Linked DNA regions of Zea mays: region 2 is linked to region 1. A link is a contact called in public Hi-C data. All regions are on one chromosome and are shown on one strand. The core of a region is the stretch at or near the end of the contact, and the rest is flanking DNA. Distances in the headings are between cores, read along the strand shown.

Region 1 (2,864 bases), core at 240-2,739:
ATGCCTCAAATCTCTTGACTGCTTCAGCACACTTGAGCGGGTCCTTTGTATTGGTCTTGTAACACTCAAGGCAGCCTGCCCTCTCCTGGGTGCAGGGCATGGGTTTCTGGTATGGTAGCTTGAACTCCTTGTCGTGCAGCTCCTTTGCTCTCTTGCTGAGCTCTTGGCGTGCCCCAGTTTCCTGGTTCTCCAGCTTCTTGAGAAGCGCCTCACTTTCTTTCAGGACGGAACGAATGGCTTCCACCTCCGGCATTGTGGCCGGGGGTGGCGGGGGAGCAGGGGTCACTGGCAGAAACATAGGGGGAGGCTGCAGAGGCCACCCAGGAGCAGTAGCAAGGCTTGTCGTCTTTGGTTCTCTCGGGAATTCCAGGGGCTCTTCATGTGGCTGGACGGTGGGCTTCTTCTTAGGCTTGGGCTTCCTGGCTTTCCGTTTTACCTTCTCGTCATCACGAGCAAGCTGGTCAATGAGCTTGGTGCTAATCTGGATTGTGTAGTCACCCATTGCAGAGATATGGCCTGCACCAATAGCAAGTGTATCAATGGGCACATGCACCTTTCTAGAATGCTGATAATTGCAACCAAAATGTGGATTGTTGAATGGTAGGTGTGTTTTCACTGGATTTGTACTTGGTTAGAAGCACATCAAACACACAACGGTTTCACTATAAGTGATTGGGTGCACACCCGTTTTTTTGGCAAAAATCCAATCCAAGTTAGCAGTGGGCATGGGAAAATTCTACATGTGCACCACGTAAATAAACTTTAATTATTAGATCGGATCCAAATACAAACAGGAGTGTGTTACGCAACCCATTACGCTCTATGAGAGAGCGTGATCTCGCCTGCCCCACCACCGGCCAGCGGCTCCATTGAGCCAGCCGAGCCGCCCACCATACCACCTCCGCCCTCCTCTAATCCCAATCGAAGAGCAAGCTCCACGCCTTCGCCTGCCCAGCTCAATCAAATGTCCAGCGACGCCCGATCGGCGGTGCCCCGCCGTCTCGCTCGCTGACAGTCGAACCACCACCACCGCTGGGCCCCCTTCCCCTTCTAAGGCCACCGGGTATGGAGTCCCCCGGGAATCCAAGCCCCAAGCCCCTAATCCCGAAACCCTAACCGGTGAGCTCGTCTCCGGCGACGACGGTAGAGTAGGAAGGTACGGGCCACGAGGTCTCGTCCGAATGCGGCGGCGCGCGTTTCGCGATCCGTCGCTCAATAGAGTTTGCGATGCGAATAGCTTAGGCTAGGGTTTGGGTGCTCGGTTTCGCACAGCAGGAACGGGGGGAGTACAGCAGAGGATGGGCGTACCTGGCGGGTGCTCGTCGCCGAAGAAGACTTCCCACGACTTCCTGGCACCTGGCGGCGGCGGTCGGCGCGCGCGAGAGAAGGGCGGACGCCGGAGGATGGATACGAGGAAAAGGGAAAGAATAGAGGAGGCACAGGTTGACCACGGCAGGGGCACAGGGCTCCGATAAAGAGGCCCGGCCCGGCCCGGCCCGGCCTGAGTCCACTCTTCTTCTGCCTTCCCGACTCTACCTGACTTCGCCCGCTCTGAGAAATTCACTCTCACCACCACCGCGCCGCCTCCACTCCCCCCACCCCCGGTCTGAAACCCAAGCTTCCGCTTCTCTCATGGCCGACGCCACCGCCGCCCTCTCAGGTACGTAGCTTTTACTGGATCCAACAAAAACAACCCCCGCTTCTCGCTCTCTCTCAGTTTGGTTAACTCCCCCCTCCCCCTCTTGGAATTGGATACCTTGGCAGCTCGGAGCAAGGTGCAGGCTTTCCTGGAGGCTGCGCGCGCCGGCGACCTCCAATCCCTCAAGAGTACGTCCCGGTCCGATTTCAAGATTCGATTGTCCTCCTCCATTAAATCAACTCCTCACCGCCACCGTATTTGCCATCTTCGCACCCGGTGCTGATTTGCAGACCTCGTCGCGGCGCTCGACGAGGACGGCACGGGCGCCGCCTCCGTCGCCGCCGCCGTGCGCGACGCCAACAAGCGCACCGCCCTCCACTTCGCGGCGATCGGATGTCGCACCGACGTCTGTGAATTCCTCATCGGCGAGCTCGGCCTCCCTGTCGACCCAAAGGACGATGATGGTTGGTACCTTCCAGAGTACCAGACTAATACCACATTTGCACTTTGCTTTGCTTTTCATCTATAATGTCTGTATATACTGCACTAAACTGCATCCCAATGGCCAATACAACACAAACACCATCAGTATGCGATATGCCTAGTGTAGTATCATGCGTTGTACCATCTCATCTGTATACTCCTCATCCTCCCCAGGCGAAACTCCGCTCATCCATGCGACACGCCAGGGCCATCTGGACACTGTCAAGTATCTTCTCGACCATGGAGCTGATCCTTCGGTGGCCACCAGCCTAGGAGCCACAGCGCTACACCATGCTGCAGGCATAGGTACCATAACATTACATGCATGGCCTCTGTGTGCTCGCCCCCTTCCGCACCACCGCCACTCCATCAGTCAATAATCACCAAATCATGTATACCAACATCTCTTTTTCTTGAGCAGGGAACACGGAACTCATGAAGCTTCTCCTCTCCAAGGGAGTTGACGTCGAGTCAGAAAGTGATGCTGGCACTCCCCTTGTGTGGGCTGCTGGTCATGGCAACCAGGATGCTGTCAAACTTCTGCTTCAACACAATGCTAAGGTACCGTACCTCTTACATGTAGTATATAGTATGAATCTCAGTTTTTTATTGTTTTTTCAAAACATCCTGTCTACATATTCAGTTTAGCATGAAGCATTAGGCTAGCTCAGCTTTGTAACGCTTCGGATGCTGTCTATTCACCTCATTACTTATCTCCATGACCATTTGAACCAACGACTAC
Region 2 (2,864 bases), core at 269-2,768, 360 kb before region 1:
GTTTTTTCAGGGTCTGCCAAGAATGAGAATGAATCCATTCAGGTGTTCTCCAGGGGCTATTTCCTGCGTTTGCCAGGGATGAGAATGAATGGCGGCGTACACATGGATTGTTTTCGTCAGTTCATGATCTCCCCAGACCCTTGTCATCGTTCAAATTCAGTTGGATATTTCTTTTTTGTTTTGTTTTGTTTTGTTTTGGAGTACAAAGTGTAAACTTATGACAGGATTCCAATTATTGTTGTTGTCTCAGGTCAAAGGTGGGATACCACCAGCAAAGGAACATTACCCTGACAGAGGATGATAAAGGATGCTAGTGCGGAGTACCACTAGATAGAGCAGCGATGCATGTAGGTCTACCATTTACACAAATGCATGGGGAGAGAAACCAGCCGCTGAACTGGTGGATTTCAGGATCCATTTACAAAAGACTGACGATCAGCAGCTACAAGGAACATGGGTCAGTAGCTGAACGACCTAGATGCATCCTAACCATACAGACTGGTCAGTGGTGGATTGCATGATGATCTGTAGCAGATGCACGCTGCGCTTGCAGCACCTTGTCAACCTTGGCAAGAAGATGTTGCATTTCTCCCACAAGACTGAGACTGTCCACGGCCGGCTTTGCATTCGCTTCTTGAGGTGACTTGGCTTTAGACGACAAGGACAAGATCATCTTCCCAAGATTGTTCCTAATATCTGTGAGAGGGAGCTTTGGAAGAGGCGTGATGGGAGGGAGATCCTGGACGCTCGGTGCTGCAAATGCGCCGCCAAGAGTCGCGGCACAGCTCAAGGCGCTCTCTGCTTGAGCCCTGGTGGCGAACACCACGCGCGCGGTGTGCTTGTTCTTGTCTTGGGTGATGCTGGTCTCGGAGTCGATCACAAAGCCAAACCTGCTGAAAGTGGAGAGGAGGTCCTCCCTGGAGGGCAGCGGAGTTCCCTCTGCCAAGTCCAGCACAAGTGCCACAGGATTCCCGACATAGCTGTGCTGCCCAACGGTCTTCATCGTCTTTCTCTTCCTCTTCTTGGCCAAGGACGATCCGTCGTCTGGGCCTGCATTAAGGTTGAGCATCATCTTGCGGCCAACACCAGCAGCTGATGGAGGCTTGCTGACACCATCGTCTTGGGAGGCACCGCCCGCGGCAGCATGGGAATCGGGATGGTCGTCGACGAAAATGCTGTTCCTGTTCCTGCTATCCATGGCCATGAAACGGAGGGCTGCCGCTTCCATCCCCTTACCCTGCCCGAGCGCTGAGGCTCGGAGAGTGGGGAGCACCTCCGCGCCGGAGACATGGGGTTGCCCCTCCTCTCGCTGCTTCTGGCTGCCGGCGGCCTTCTTTTCTTGGAGGACGCCTGTGTCGGTATAGGGAGGGGAGAGGTACCTGCTTCTCTTGCGCTCTCTCTTGGTGACGGCCAGGGCTGCCTCGTCCACGGCCGGATGGATCAGCTGGCTCTGGCTGCCGCCGCTCCCCTCCATAGCCATGGAAACGGGCGGCACGCGGCAGCTGGGGCGGCCACGGGCGACGGGACGGGGCGGGACGTGGCAGGACAAGAGTGAAGTCACCGCAGTTGAGTGCAGGGCGGGACCCGCCACTGTTTGATCGAGTTTTAGGCCTTGATCGTTTGTGTCGGATCGCATCCGGAATTGTTCCAGTTAAGGGCTTGTTCGGTTATTTCCAAAACACATGGATTAGATGGGATTGGAAAAAATTGAGAAGAAGTTTGACTTATTTGAGATTCAAACTCATCCAATCTCACTCAATCCACATGGATTGAGAGCTAACCAAACATGCCCTAATTAAAATTTATATAAATTAGAGAATCAATTCGGTTAGGAATCGTTCCGACTCATCAATCCGGCACAACGAACAAGACCTTATGGGGTTAGAATCGGGCTTTGCTTCTCAACCTATTTGTATGAGAATCGTTTATATGAAAATCTCTCAAATCAATATGAATGTACGATTCGTCAAGTCATTGTAAATAGAGAAATCTATCAATTAAGCTCTTTAATAGCCTAAACCGACAAGAGCTCCATAAGAGAGAGAGAGGAATAGAGTACTTCTCTTGATATAACATGCGAGACAATTACATACATAAGGTGGTGAAAATAAAGTACACATCACATCGGTGCTTTGTGGTTGCATTGTGGTTTAGGGTTACAGAAGATATATACTAGTTTCCTCTGGTAGCTAGTGCATGCTTAATCATCATATGCGTGCGAGGTGAATGGGGCATCCGTTTCTGAGCCTGGGAAACATTGCCCACTTCTCAAGGCTGGGGTCGTCGTCGGCCATCTCCCATCTCCATGTTGTAACAAGGTGGTGCAGAAAAATGAGCATCATGATTTTGGCGAGGTTCATCCCCAGGCAGGTTCTCCCGCCTGCTCCAAACACCAGGAAGCTGTACGGCTGCTTCGTGTGCATGCTATGCCCGCCTTTGAATCTTGAAGGATCAAACATGGTGGGGTTGTGGTAGAGCGTCGCATCGTAGTGTAGGGCCCTCGCATCAATGTTCACAATCCACCCCTTGTGGATGTGGAACCCTGCGACCTGGCAGTCCTCGAGTGCTACCCTTGGAAACCAGGAAACTATGCTCGCCATCCTCAATGATTCTTTAACCGTCTGCATGCAAATTAATGCAATAAGCAGCAAGAATTAATAACATTTAATTAATTTCCAGCTTGCTGATAGAGATGCATATGTATGTTGTGGATCGGACGACGGACAGACACCATGTATGCAAGCTCCATGCTGTTGAGATGTTGGAGGAGATCATGATCTGCCTCCTCCTGCTGCTGCTGCTGCTTCAGCTCCAGCTGAACTGACTGCATCAACAACAGATTCGGATTATTCGACATTTATCTG

Evidence for each region. Hi-C and Micro-C count contacts between places; a contact is called where the count stands out from the background.
Region 2: a contact with region 1 is called in a Hi-C map of endosperm, with 3 times the contacts expected there. The contact joins the promoter of LOC100278491 here to the promoter of LOC100282246 in region 1. A contact is called at or near these places in 2 of 25 Hi-C or Micro-C datasets (endosperm and leaf).

What each region holds. Positions count from the first base shown.
Region 1 is chr8:138,670,116-138,672,979 of Zm-B73-REFERENCE-NAM-5.0, reverse strand. LOC100282246 (copper ion binding) reads right to left here and starts at 1,489. Exons shown (of 2, transcript NM_001155158.2): 1 at 1,309-1,489; 2 at 1-516. The coding sequence starts at 502. LOC100280256 (Ankyrin-1) reads left to right here and starts at 1,531. Exons shown (of 13, transcript NM_001361035.1): 1 at 1,531-1,660; 2 at 1,765-1,827; 3 at 1,930-2,103; 4 at 2,297-2,428; 5 at 2,544-2,683. The coding sequence starts at 1,633.
Region 2 is chr8:139,030,620-139,033,483 of Zm-B73-REFERENCE-NAM-5.0, reverse strand. LOC100278491 reads right to left here and starts at 1,518. Exons shown (of 1, transcript NM_001151753.2): 1 at 303-1,518. The coding sequence starts at 1,480. The coding sequence ends at 503. It overlaps LOC100501664 (putative cytochrome P450 superfamily protein), which reads right to left. Exons shown (of 4, transcript NM_001196342.2): 3 at 2,732-2,824; 4 at 2,042-2,621. The coding sequence ends at 2,208.